3 separate regions of the Danio rerio genome follow, and regions 1 and 2 are each linked to region 3. A link is a contact called in public Hi-C data. All regions are on one chromosome and are shown on one strand. The core of a region is the stretch at or near the end of the contact, and the rest is flanking DNA. Distances in the headings are between cores, read along the strand shown.

Evidence for each region. Hi-C and Micro-C count contacts between places; a contact is called where the count stands out from the background.
Region 1: a contact with region 3 is called in a Hi-C map of hematopoietic stem cells, with 3 times the contacts expected there. The contact joins the promoter of pabpc1b here to the promoter of psmg2 in region 3. A contact is called at or near these places in 3 of 18 Hi-C or Micro-C datasets (caudal fin, hematopoietic stem cells and an unstated tissue) and 2 of 4 datasets of contacts at active chromatin or transcription factors (caudal fin and embryo).
Region 2: a contact with region 3 is called in a Hi-C map of hematopoietic stem cells, with 5 times the contacts expected there. The contact joins the promoter of znf706 here to the promoter of psmg2 in region 3. A contact is called at or near these places in 5 of 18 Hi-C or Micro-C datasets (caudal fin, embryo, hematopoietic stem cells and 1 more) and 3 of 4 datasets of contacts at active chromatin or transcription factors (caudal fin, embryo and gastrula embryo).

What each region holds. Positions count from the first base shown.
Region 1 is chr19:13,248,789-13,253,064 of GRCz12tu, forward strand. It overlaps pabpc1b (poly A binding protein, cytoplasmic 1 b), which reads right to left and starts at 1,410. Exons shown (of 15, transcript NM_200882.1): 1 at 757-1,410. The coding sequence starts at 949.
Region 2 is chr19:13,315,406-13,319,533 of GRCz12tu, forward strand. It overlaps znf706 (zinc finger protein 706), which reads right to left and starts at 2,152. Exons shown (of 3, transcript NM_205612.3): 1 at 1,966-2,152; 2 at 979-1,114. The coding sequence starts at 1,113.
Region 3 is chr19:13,453,455-13,458,213 of GRCz12tu, forward strand. psmg2 (proteasome (prosome, macropain) assembly chaperone 2) reads left to right here and starts at 1,321. Exons shown (of 7, transcript NM_213032.1): 1 at 1,321-1,460; 2 at 1,849-2,020; 3 at 3,409-3,467. The coding sequence starts at 1,404.

The DNA of each region.
Region 1 (4,276 bases), core at 160-2,659, 200 kb before region 3:
ATTACTTTGACAACTTTTACAATTAAGACCCGTTTAAAAATTATTTAAGACCTATACCACAATATTTATGCAAATTTAAGATTTTTTAAAGCCTAAAATTTTGTTTTTGAAAATTAAGACCCTGCAGACACTCTAATACCTCAAAATACTTTATTCTTACCAAATAAAAATGCTTGAAAACAAAAATCTAAAGAAATAAAAGTTCTTTTTAAACTAAATTATTAGTGTTAACCCCCAAGAACAAAAGCAAGACATTCATTGCATAGACACAGCTTACTCCCTGCACGTTGTATTTGAATAACAAGGACAACAAATGTATTAAATAACTTTGAATTGCATTTTAAATACGTCTGATCTTAATTTGAAAGGTTATATGAGAGATCTACACTTACAAGATCACCTGCAAAGAAACAAAAAGCATCATATGCTACAGAATCAATTGACCAATGTGAAGATCGTGCTGGTTCCCTCACAAATGTTTGACAGCTCACGGGAATGTATCTCTGCTGCACACTCTCCGCCCAACCCACGCCCTAAAACTGACAGGCGTGCAAGATCAGCTGTCATGCAACACACTATGCGGTATATGCATGCAATTCTCATCTTCAACCCATTCACAATCAATCAATGGACAACTCTTGAAATCGTGAAACCCAGACAGTCGTACTGCATTATGATTTATGTTCAAGCACACAACTGAAACTGTAGATGTACGCGTGTCATCGGAGTAAACGGCACGACACACATGACACTCACCGTCTGCAGGCTGCTGGAAGTTGACATAGGCATAACCGAGCGACCTGCGAGTGATCATATCCCTGCACACGCGGATGGAGAGGATGGCACCGGCCGGACTGAACTTCTCGTACAGCATGGCTTCAGTCACGTCCTGGTGCAGGTCCCCGACATAGAGGGAGGCCATGGGGTAACTAGGAGCGCTGGGGTTCATTTTCTCCTCAGTCGCAGTAGTGAACTCGCTAAATTTCGTGTACGTTATGTTTCAACCACGTCAGAATATAACGTTAGTTGTCTGTCAAGCTAATTTTAAAACGCCAATTGTTAAAACTTACATCCGTCGGGTAAAAGATGACTTCGCAGGAGGGGTTCAGGCGGTTGGTCGTTTAATATGACGAAAATTAAGGACAAATAAAATAAAACGCGCAGAAATATTAAACGAATCAAGCAAACCGCTAACGTTAGGCCTTCGCGAGCTCACAGAATGTCGTTATTTTTTTTTCTTTCTGGGCTGTTGCGATGTTTCAAGGCCTCCGGTTCCCACTTCACCGATTTATATTTATAAAAAAAAAGAAAAAAAGGATTTTTTGGAGTTTTTAAAAGTTTTTTAATTTTTTTGTATTTTTTTATTTTTTATATAATGTGTGCCGAGGCAAGCTCCGGAGCACACACGCACTCACACAGCACTAACAGCCGGGGGTTTCGGGAGAGAAGGGGCGGGCTGAGCCGTCACATATATACCCGCAGACACGTCATGCACCGTGCACGCGCATGTGAAAACCGCAGTCTCTCACCGGTTTGGATGGTGATTGGGTGAAAAGTGGTAGGGGTCGCGGATCTGGCCAATAAGCTTTAATACAATGAATAGTTGATTTATAGGACGATGTGAAGCTCATGGTTAAAGTAAGAGTTTGGTATTTAATTGTTATTTAACTGTGTATTCTTATTTATTTTTTATTTTACCATTATTTAACCAAGAAGTCTCATTGAGATTTAAAATCTCTTTTGCATAAGAGAAACCTGTCCAAGGCAACAGCCATGCAGTAAAACGATTTATAAATACCACATAACAACATTTCATCTGTCCTCTCAACAAAAACAATTACATGCTTCCAATACCGCTCTCTTTGTAATGTCTTTAAATTCCCATTTAATTTTGTTTTGTTTTAAGAAATAATTTTTTGCAAATTATTCCATGACAAAGGTGCACAATAAAAAAAATGCTGTTTTACCCAGCCCTGTACAAACTCGATGTGTATTAAAAAGCAAACACTTGGAAGAGCGTAGCTGGCAGTTCCCTGAGCTAAGATAAAGAAGTTCATTAATTATATAATCATTTTTTAAATAACTTGACGCTGTTAAATAATTTTGTCTTATGGTTGTGATTTTTTCGGGAATATACATATTTTTTTACACAACAATAGGCTATGTTTTGTTTGCTTTTCTAACTAATCAAATTTAAACATTAAATAATCAAATCAATATAATCAGTCAATATATCAATATAATAAATATGTTCTCCCTGTACATTAGAATGGGCTCGTTTAATAAATAAATAAATGTTTTTCTATGCTAAAAATTACCCTCAGACTTAGTGCACCCACATTTATGTTATAGAAAAATATTCAATATCAAATACAAAAAAATAGGAAAAATAAAGAAAAAATAGAAGAAATTTTGCAGTTTGTATTTATTTATTTTTTGTATTTTGCAATATTTTAATTGAATTTAATTATATTATCTTTCAGTTTCTAAATCTGTCTGGTGACTAAAATATTATTTTAATAAATATATCTGTTTACTAAATCTGTATTGTTTAAATGCACCAAAATACATTGCCTATATTCACTGAGTATTGGATAAAAATATTCATTTTCAAAATGTACTCAATTATGCTGAGCACTGTATATGGATATATCTATATAAAAACGTATCATGTTCAAAAATGGCATTAAATGTATTCAGATCAATTACATTTCAATACATTTTATGCTATTTGGATTTTTTAATTAATTTTTTACATGAATTTGAAACATAAACTATGATAATCGGTTGCTTTGTATTACTCAATTGTAAGTGCCCAAAATAAAATAAAGCTTAGCTTATCTCTAGGAATAGTGGGCATTTGTGTAGTGATAATTAACCTAATTACTTTAATCAGAAATAATATTTGCTGGGTTTCCATAGTCCTTAATCGGTGTTGCCTTTTTAGTTGCTTACTTTCATCATAGTTCAAAAGTGAGCAATATTCAATAACTGGCTCGATTAAAGTGTTAACTCACCCCCTTTGAAATCTCTCTGATGACATCCCAAACCTATAAGACTTTTACTCATCATCAAAACACAAAGTATTTTTTAGTCAAATGTGAGAGATTTATGTTTCTCAAAAGTATGTTCATCAATATTCTGATGCATAATTTATTATTTTTTTCTACATATTGAATGTCTTTATTAAGTCTTCTAAAGAGGCAATCACTTCATACCTGATGAAACACAAACTAAACACTTCAAAAACATTACAATACATCAACTGTTAACCATTAAAAAGTGCACATTTAAATTGTTTCTAGTGTGTTTTGGGACATATGCCAGTAGGATTTTGTAGTTTTAACTCGCCACCATTAGAAGGCAGCAAATTATCCGTATAGGGACCATAACAGTTACCACTGAAGGAAATGCAATTCCCATTTTAATCATTCAAACACTTTCTAACTCTACGAGGGCTTCCAGTTACGATGACGAACAGATTTAATTTGGGCTTCTGTTCACATAAACATTGATCAGCTAGGCTAGCAATGTTCGCAGAAACCATTTAATCGGGGAAGGTGAGGCATGTTTGCTTAACACACACAATCTTCTTATGGGTTTGCAATGACAAGTGTGAGAACATTATTTTTTTTTTAAGGGCGAGTAAGCAATGGCAGAATATTCATTTTTAGTGTAAACTAGCATGTAGACGTCAGTGCTGAAGATCCCCAACAGGGGGAGTCACACACCTTGAATGAGTCTGTGTCCTTAAAGGGATAGTACACCCAAACAAGTTAATTCTGTGCATGCACGTTTTGAAAACATCTTTTTTTTTTTTTTTTTTTTTTTTGATTTGTTTCTTGCAAATTAAAAAAAAAAATGAAAGAATGTTGAAAATCAATAGAGGAGAGCGGGGACGAAAGCTGTTATTTTGTATCAATGTAGAACAGTTTCAATGTAATTTCACTTTAATCAAATGTTACACATTGTTACTTTTGACTCGTCAGCAGGAAGGAAAGTAGCTCACACCTGGGTCAAAAGTAACACAACAATACAAGCTAGGTTTACAGGATAAATCTTGTTTATTTTAAATAAATTTGACCTTGTTAATGTTAACTGCAAACATATTTTGTCCTTGTTTTGGAGAAAAGAGCCGCAACATAAATTTCCTTTTTGCACTTAAACTGTTGAACACGGTCCAGAAATCAGGTGATTTTGGGAACTCCATCAAGGGTTGCATGCTGCGACCCATACACTCATACACATACAGTTGAGGTCAGAATTATTAGCCCCA
Region 2 (4,128 bases), core at 902-3,401, 140 kb before region 3:
ATCAGAACTCCTACAGCCTCTTTACCCTTTGTGTATTACTCCGCCCACATACAGCCAGGAAAAAGCAGACACTACAGATCTAAAGTTTAAAAGATGTACGCTCAACGGTTTAACTGTCAGCTTATGATTTGAATCCGGAAGAAAGTAGTTCCTCATACAAAAGGGTTTTTGAGACTCTCCATGTTTGATTTTATTTTTATATACACAATTATGCCGTCAAACTGTTGTATAAACCCAATATCACAATTGTAGCAGTGCGATATGGCTGTATATCGGCACTGGTGGGGGCACTAAGGCACTCGCCTGCGGCTTCGTGCCAACGCACGCCTCCCACCAGTGCCGATAAAAAGCCATATCGCACTGCTACTCGTGTGATATTGCTCGTATATATATATATATATATTATATATATATATTATATATATATATATTTTTTTTTTAATCTTAAAAAAATTAAACATGATACTTTCTAATGTACAGGTAAAAAAAATCATACATTCATACATTTACATTTTTATCACTATTAAGCTTGTAATCACCGTTTTTCATGTGACCAACGTGTCACACCATCCAAAAAGTGTATGAAGGCAAAATGGATTGTGACTGCGAACACAATTTTACTGTAACATAAAGCTGTTAAATGCTTATGCATGACTCTAAGTTACTGTAATTGGTGGAAGGTGTGCCGACAAGCCTGATTTGTTACCATCACTGAATAACTTTCATTGTCAGAAACAAGTTCTAGCACGAGAACAAAGTTTCCCAACATTCATCTCACACACACCCTTACCAAAAATCAGCATTATCTCCTCGACATATACAGTGCTAACATGGGTTCTTCCTTTTAGTTTTGATAAATAAATGTCTATAAAGCATTTACTCCAATAAGCTTAAAAAAGTTGGCACCAAAACACAGTTGTAAGGAACCTCCTGGATGATACGTTGTGGTAAAAATAACCAGCTATAATTGCCACTGACCCTGCAGACAGCACATGTGAACACCAGTGCCGCTTTCGCTGCGGTCTTCTGGTCGTGGCCTTTGGATTTCTTGATCTCCGCCTGCTTCTTGGCGTTTTTCTGCTGAGACTGGATTTTTTGATGTCCACGAGCCATTCTGTTGGATTGATGACAAACTGACGTCAACAACACACATGAGTCACAAGTCAGTGGATTTACATACCCTGCTGTACAGAACAAACAAGCAACAACTGATAAACAACATCAATTTATCTGTGTTTGTGCGCATGCTATCTTGCAGCAACCCAAATTCCACATCATTTATAGTGCTAATAAAAATATTGTTTGATAAAGGTCCACCAGCATGGCATGCAGCATTTACAGTATATACTATTTTACTAACACACACACACGCACAGTGTACATTATGTTTTGCTTTGGCTTGGTTTAAAATAATAACACAGGCAGACAGCTGATGTTGTTGCTTTATATAGTGATAACCGAATACAGTGAATAAAAGACTCGGTGAGATTTATAATCATGTAATAAAATGAAATAAACAATTAACAGGCATTATATTATTTAACATTTTAAAAATTGTGAATTGTATGATGAATTTGTCGAGCCTTACCTTTCAATATTAGCTTTTTTGGGCTAACTTAGCTGTCAATGCTGGATAGCCCATTAGCTTCTCTGTTAGCACTATTGCAAACTACACATCGATATACTTCGATAATTTAGAATTTAAAACAACGCACAGAGGCTTATAAACCATGTCTGATATAAATCATCGGATACATAAAGAGTTCCTGTAGGGTAGTGCGCGAAGATACTGAGATTAACGTTAGTTAAGACCATATGGTTAGCCAGCTAACGTTAGCATGCTAAACACTAACAAAACCAGCAGGTCCTTAGACGCGCGAATTTACACTTAAACCACTTTGATATGTGTTATTATCGCACGACTATCTGTTATTTTATATTATCACCTAAATATTATGGTCATACCTGGCGAACAGATGAGATCCGTAAGCAGCTACGAGCTTGTAATATGTAGTCCCGCACGCTTGTGACAGCTGTGCTCTTCCCAGATCGATTCACATGTAGTTCCTGCGATGACCACATCAACACCGAGCGCTAGAGAGCGACATGCGCTCTGCACAAGTACAAAGCATAACCTACTTGCCTAACATATCTATGCTTGCTGAAAAGGGACTTTACTGTAAGCCTAGTTTATTTTGTTAACAGATGGAATAATCTATCCAACCTTAGGGATATCACGGAAAAGATTGGCGAGGAATAAAAAAGCGTAAGCGACACATACTTTTAAGCATACATATTACAATCTCGTTCTAGCTTTCAATTATTTTTTAGCACATTTCAAGGCATGTTAACAACAAACTTTATCAAGTTAAACTGAAGAAAAAAAAAATAAGGAAATAGGAAACAAGCCAAAATAGTTTGATCCACCAACATTCCCTTGTGGTTTACTGTTACTTTCCCGTTTGACCATTTTTGTGGAACCAAATTAGAAGTAAATGTTTCCTGTTGGTTCTTTTGGGCAGCACAATTACTGTTACATTTGTTGTTCATTTGCTTTATCATTGCTTATTCTTTATAGAAATGCTGCTTCAATGTTGCTATGAGTGTCTACTGCTGCTCATTCTCCAACGGGCACTTAGTAGTGAAAACAATCATGGCCGCCATATTGAAATGCAGTTCCAAACTGAAGTGCTGAAAACTGGCCACTTTAAAGGGCCCTCCAAAATGAAGGATTTTGAAGGGTATTTAAACTGATGGACACTTAAGGCTCGTCTCTATGCCCTAATCCGTTCAAAACTGTCACTTCAAAGTTGGGATCACCAAACATGGACCCGGAGGGTCAGTGTCCAACTTGCCTCAACACACCTGCCTGGATGTTTCAAGTATGCATAGCGTATGTCTTAATCGGGTCTCTAACTCTATAGGTCGTCGATAAAATTCAGCCTCTAGTAAGGACAGTGATAAGCTTGGTTTGCAACACACTTGGAAACTAAATGTGACATAAAAACATACTCGTTGTACATCATCAAAACTGGAATTTAAAACCAATAGCAGAAGTAATATTAATCATAAATTATTTTAGAAAGTTTTTAAAAGTACATTATAGCTAAATTATTTGCTTGTTTCATTTACCAGCAATTAAACATTAAATATTATACATTTCTGTTAAGGCATCACTGTGGTGCAGTGGGTAGCATCACAACAAGAAGGTCGCTGGTTCGAGCCTTGGCTTGGCCAGTTGGCATCTCTATGTTCTTCTCATGATAGTGTGGGTTTCCTTTGTGCTCCAGTTTCCAGTTTTTAGATAAGTCAGACCGGATAAGACTAAGCCGAAAAGAAAATGAATGAATGAATGAACATTTCTGTTAAATAGTTTTTGTCTTAAATAATAATTAATACAAATTCTTTGTAGACAAACGTCTCTTGTTTGTGATTATGTTTGATGATTTGATTGATTCATGTTTTACGCTTCCCACATTGTCAACTACATTGCTACAACTTGTACAGTCTGCAACTCTTAGCTTGTTCAGGTGTGATTGGTTTGGGTTGAAGCTAAAATCTGCATGACACCGGCCTTCTAGGACTGTGTGGGTTGACCAGGGGTGGACTGGGACCAAAATTCAGCTCTGGCACTGTAGCCACACCAGCCCACATTACCACACCGACACAGCCCCACTCACGGGCATGCACAATCACTACTTATATTGGTGTGCAAATGTTGAAATAATATAAGCAGTACCATATTTAATAGATATTTAAACATTTAATGTATGCGAGTGGAACAAAAACAACACATTTATAACAAATTTATACATTCATTCATTTTTTTTCGGCTTAGTCCCTTTAAAAATCAGGGGTCACCACAGCGAAATGAACCGCCAACTTATCCAGCATATGTTTTGGGAAATTTTAGCTTACCCAATTCCCTTATAGCGCATGTCTTTGGACTGTAGGAGAAACCAGAGCACGCAGAGAAACCCCACATCAACATGTGGAGAACATGCAAACTCCACACAGAAACACCACCTGGCCCAGCCGAGGCTCAAACCAGCGTCCTTCTTGCTGTAAGGCAATACTGCGCCACCGCAATGCCCCCTTTTTTTGCTTTTTCGACCTACCGATTAGGTC
Region 3 (4,759 bases), core at 71-2,570:
AATACAACAAAGACTAAAGTATTATTTTACTTTCCATCATCCATTTTCTGTACCTGAATACTGTTTGACTCTCTGGTTTTTGCTTTGCTTTATTGTCTTTATTTGCTTTCAATTTGTTTATTTTTTATACAATGTTCACACCCCCAAAAAAAAAAATCTGAATGATTTCCTTCAAAATAGAGCTATTCAATCCATCTGGTGAAATTATATTCATATCACAATATATATTGTATAAAAACAAAATATCGCAATGTCAGATTTTTCTAATATCATGCAGCCCTACAAGGATCCATCTTGTCTTGTTAATATCAATTGTTCAGGCTGCTGGTCTTGTTTTTTATATTTTATTTTTACATTCTTGGGTCCCAACTAAGGCATAATTTAAGCCTACTTCTGTTGCTCACAAGTAATTTTTTTTTCAATTTATTACCACAGTGTTCCCATTGTTTGATAGCTTACTTACAAAGCTCAAATCATCTCAGTCTGTGTTTCTTGAACATGACAGTGATTATTTTATCCTCAAACGGCCTCCACAGTCACCAGTTTCTAATCCAATAGAGCTGCATTTGGCTGTACTGGAACGACAGATTAATATATAGATGAACAACTGACAAAGCTGCAGTAAATGAGAGAGAGAGTATCATGTCCATTTTGAGCAAAATGCTAAATTTCCAATTCCTTGTCGAATATGAAGGAAAAAAAGCGGCTCTGAACGCAAGAGGTGCAACTCTCACAAGCAAGAGGCCGGTGAGATTTTTAGCGTCTAGCGCCATCTTTTGATCATCCATGTAAACAACCGATAAACTACAGTAAGTTGTACGTTTTAAAATATAATTTTAGTATAGCTGTATTATTTAGACTAATGATATCGAGTTGAAAATAAAATCAAAAGTAAAGTCTTTCACATCAGATTCACTTATTGAAACAATGTTTACATTAATTTATCAATTTACATTTAACAATTATATATATATATATATATATATATATATATATATATATATATATATATATATATATCAACACTATCATCGCAATTAATATAATCAAAGAGCATAGACGTTTTGTTATAATTAGTTTAAAGACTTTTATTTTGACATGTTAAAATGTTTTTTTTTATCGCAAAGATTATTATAACGGCAAAATTAAGATATATTAACGTCAGATCAAGAGTAAGATATCTTTAAATGTGCCCTTTTTTCTTCCAAAAAATATTTAACTTACACGTCGCAAATAATTCCTTTAGGTTTTTTTTTACTCAGGCATCAGGGCGTCCTGAGAGAATGACGCAGTATTGTTAGGTCCTTTTTTCACAGCGCAGGAAATTGAAAGTAAAAATCAGTACTGGTCCACTTAAACTCGTACACATTTCACTGCGAAATCAGTTATAAACAGTTTTTAAAATGTTCATTTCATCGGGGGATGCCGTTCCTTCTTTTAAAGGCTTTACTTTGATACTGGTAAGTATTTGAGCTTCATCATCATGACACATGCGGGTTTCTGTAAGCTGCAGTTATCAAACACTGAGCATTTAGGTACAGTTGGTTTTATACTCGCACAACAGTTCTGTGACAACTTGTGACACGGTCCTGGTATTGTTTACCATGCTACTTTCAAAATTTGGTCAGGAATGCATGCACGTATGACTTTAAAACAACAACAGCACTGTTTGATTAACAATGTTTAATAGTATTTGGCTACTAACGTTATTAATATGATTTCCCTATTTATATTTTGCAAAAAAAAAAAAAAAAACTTTTCTGAAAATATAATGCTAAGGAAAAAGTCTCAATGTGAGACCCCAATACACGGAGCTCCATATGACAGTTATTCCTCATATTCTCACAGCCTGCAGTATCTGTTGGAAATGTGGGCCAGCTCGCCGTGGATCTGCTCATCTCAACGCTAAATATGCCCAGAGTGGGATATTTCCACACAGACTGTCTCATTCCTATGGCTGGAAACAACCCATACGCTTCATCCACTGAAGATGCTGCTCAGCTCAGCACCAGCGCAGAAGGTAATGGATGGCTATTAGACCTTTACAGTACACATGAAATCAAAACTAACCATATTGATTTTGTTAGCTCACACTGCTAGTTTTGTGGTGAACAATACATCTGCGCATGTCATTAAGAAAAAATGTTTGCCCTTAGCTTTAATTAAAAGCTAAAAAAATGCCCTTCCTGTTTGCTTCCAGTTAAATTCTCAGATTACATCTGTCTGAGGTATTGGGTGGGGCTAACATGCTTAACCACGCCCCTCCAACTGTCAGTTTTGACCATACTATGACAACAAACAGAAAAGTTGATTTGGCTGAGTATTACAGGGTGTTCACGGAGTCTTAAAAAGTATTAAAAGTTGATAAATCAATGTAGAGAAATTTAAGGCACTTAAAAAGTCTTAAATGCTTTTAGGTATTAAATTTGATTGAATTTTTGATTATGCGATGTGTGGTTGTATGCTAAAGTTTGCCTGAAGTAAATCTGCAAATATCAGGATGCTGTTTAGTTTATTAAATCAATTAAATCTTGCTAGATTTGACGTCACTCTGCTTTGTTTACTGCAGTAACCAAGACAACACCGTTATTTCTGCAGTTCTTTAGGTGCCAACCTGCTAAATCACTAGATTTAATAGATTTTTATTCAGGATATGAATAATGTTTTAGTCTGGATTAGTTTCTTACATTAATATTTAGGATACATTAATATTTCGTTTATATAATGTAAGTTAAAATCTCGCTAGTGTTTCCGGTTAAAACCTATAATGATAAAAATGTTATAAAATATATGGAAAGTCTTAAAAAGGTCTTAAAAGCCATTGAATTTCAATCCCTGATTCCTGTATATACTCTGTTTTAGGTTATAATATCTCTCCGGAAACTTTTTTCTCAATCATTCTATATGAAATGCCTACTTTACTACATCCATTCAGATCGCAGTATAAAAAAACAAGCCACGCCTACTGTTTTCTCATTTACTATTTTATTTCTCTAGGAGCTGTGTCATAATACAAAAAAAAAATGTTCGTAGCTTCCAGTTCTTGCAAACTTTTAAGTGAAAATTCTGCTGCCGATTACTCATCTTCCTGTTGTTCCAAAACTGTTTGAGATTCTTTCTTCTGATGAACACAAAAGATGTTTTGAAAAATGATGAAATCCGGTAACCAATGACTTCCATAGTGTTTGCGTTTCCTACAATGGATGTCAGTGGTTACCGGTTTCTTTCTTTGTGGTCATCATAAGAAAGAAACTCAAACAATGATAAAGATGAGTAAATGATGACATACCATTCATTTTTGGTGAACTTTTTTATCTTTAACTTGTAACCCAAATCCATGAGTATAAGCCGGTGTGCTTACTCAAACAGATGTTGCATGAGTGATGTTGTGAATTTGTTTTTGTGCAGTGTATTCTCACAGGGACTTAAAACTGGCTGTGCTGCAGATAAGGGCGCCCATCATCCAGGTTAGTGGTGTATGTTAATGCAACAAGTGTACAGGTGCAATTAAAGGCACAATATGTATGATTTTTGTTTATTAAAATAAAGGCGTGCTATCTATTTTGATCAAGATTAATACTTCAATTATCACAAAGAACTTTTAGAAGAATGTTCAAATTAAAAAAAAAACAAGCAATTTGAACTATTGTGACAAACCGTGTCATGTGTTGCCATGTGAATTACAACACGCACCCTCGATTTCTGGTTTGCTTTTATAGAAAACAGAAATAGCAAAGATGCTCTAATATGTCGTGCCTTTTATTAGACTGCAAGAAGCAGCACTTTATCAGAATCTTAAGATGTATTTCGTATGAAAAACAGCATTGCTGCTTACTCATTTGATCATGACTGGATGAACTGGAAGCGGTAGACTGTGGTATAATAAAAGCTCTGTTGTCTTTATGCTGTATCATTCTTGTCTCTCATCTGTAATTCTTCAACTCATCCATTAACAAGATTTCTGCAGAAGTCCCATAATTCCATATTCAAACTGTGCCTTTGTTTGTTCTGAACAGATGCCCTCGACGGCGAAAATTGCATACTGTGCCTTTAAGTCAGGGGTATCCAAACTCGGTCCTGGAGGGCCGGTGTCCTGCAGATTTTAGCTCCAACTTGCCTCAACACACCTGCGAGGATGTTTCTAGAAAGCCTAGTAAGAGCTTGATTAGCTAGCCCAGGTGTGTCTGATTAGGGTTGGAACTAAACTTTGCAGGACACTGGACCTCCAGGACTGAGTTTGGACATGCCTGCTTTAAGTGGTTAATCAGTGTGGAGTTTTTATTGCCATGCTGATTTTTTTGGTTCTGTCTTTTACATGTCACAGACTCTCAAATATAGCCATTACAAAATGTAAAAGCCAGTGCTATCTAGATTTTGTTTTAAGACCCCATTATAGGGATAGTTTACCCTAAAAATGAAAATTTACTCACTATTTATTTAGTCCTCCTTATGTTCCAAACCTGTTTAAATTTCTTCTGCTGAACACAAAAGCAGACATTTTGAAGAAAGCTGAAAACCTGTAACCACTAACTTCCATAGTAGAGAAACACAAACACTTTGTCAATGGTTACAGGTTTTCAGCATTCTTCAAAATATCTGATTTGTGTTCAACCGAAGAAAGAAACTCAAACAGCGATGCATTTCCCAAACAACAATGTAACTCGCGGCTGAACTATCATAGTACGATGCATCGTTTGAGAAAAGAACAATGTAGTGACAGGTGTTTTCCAAAACCCTTTGTTTCTCTGTCGCAGATCCA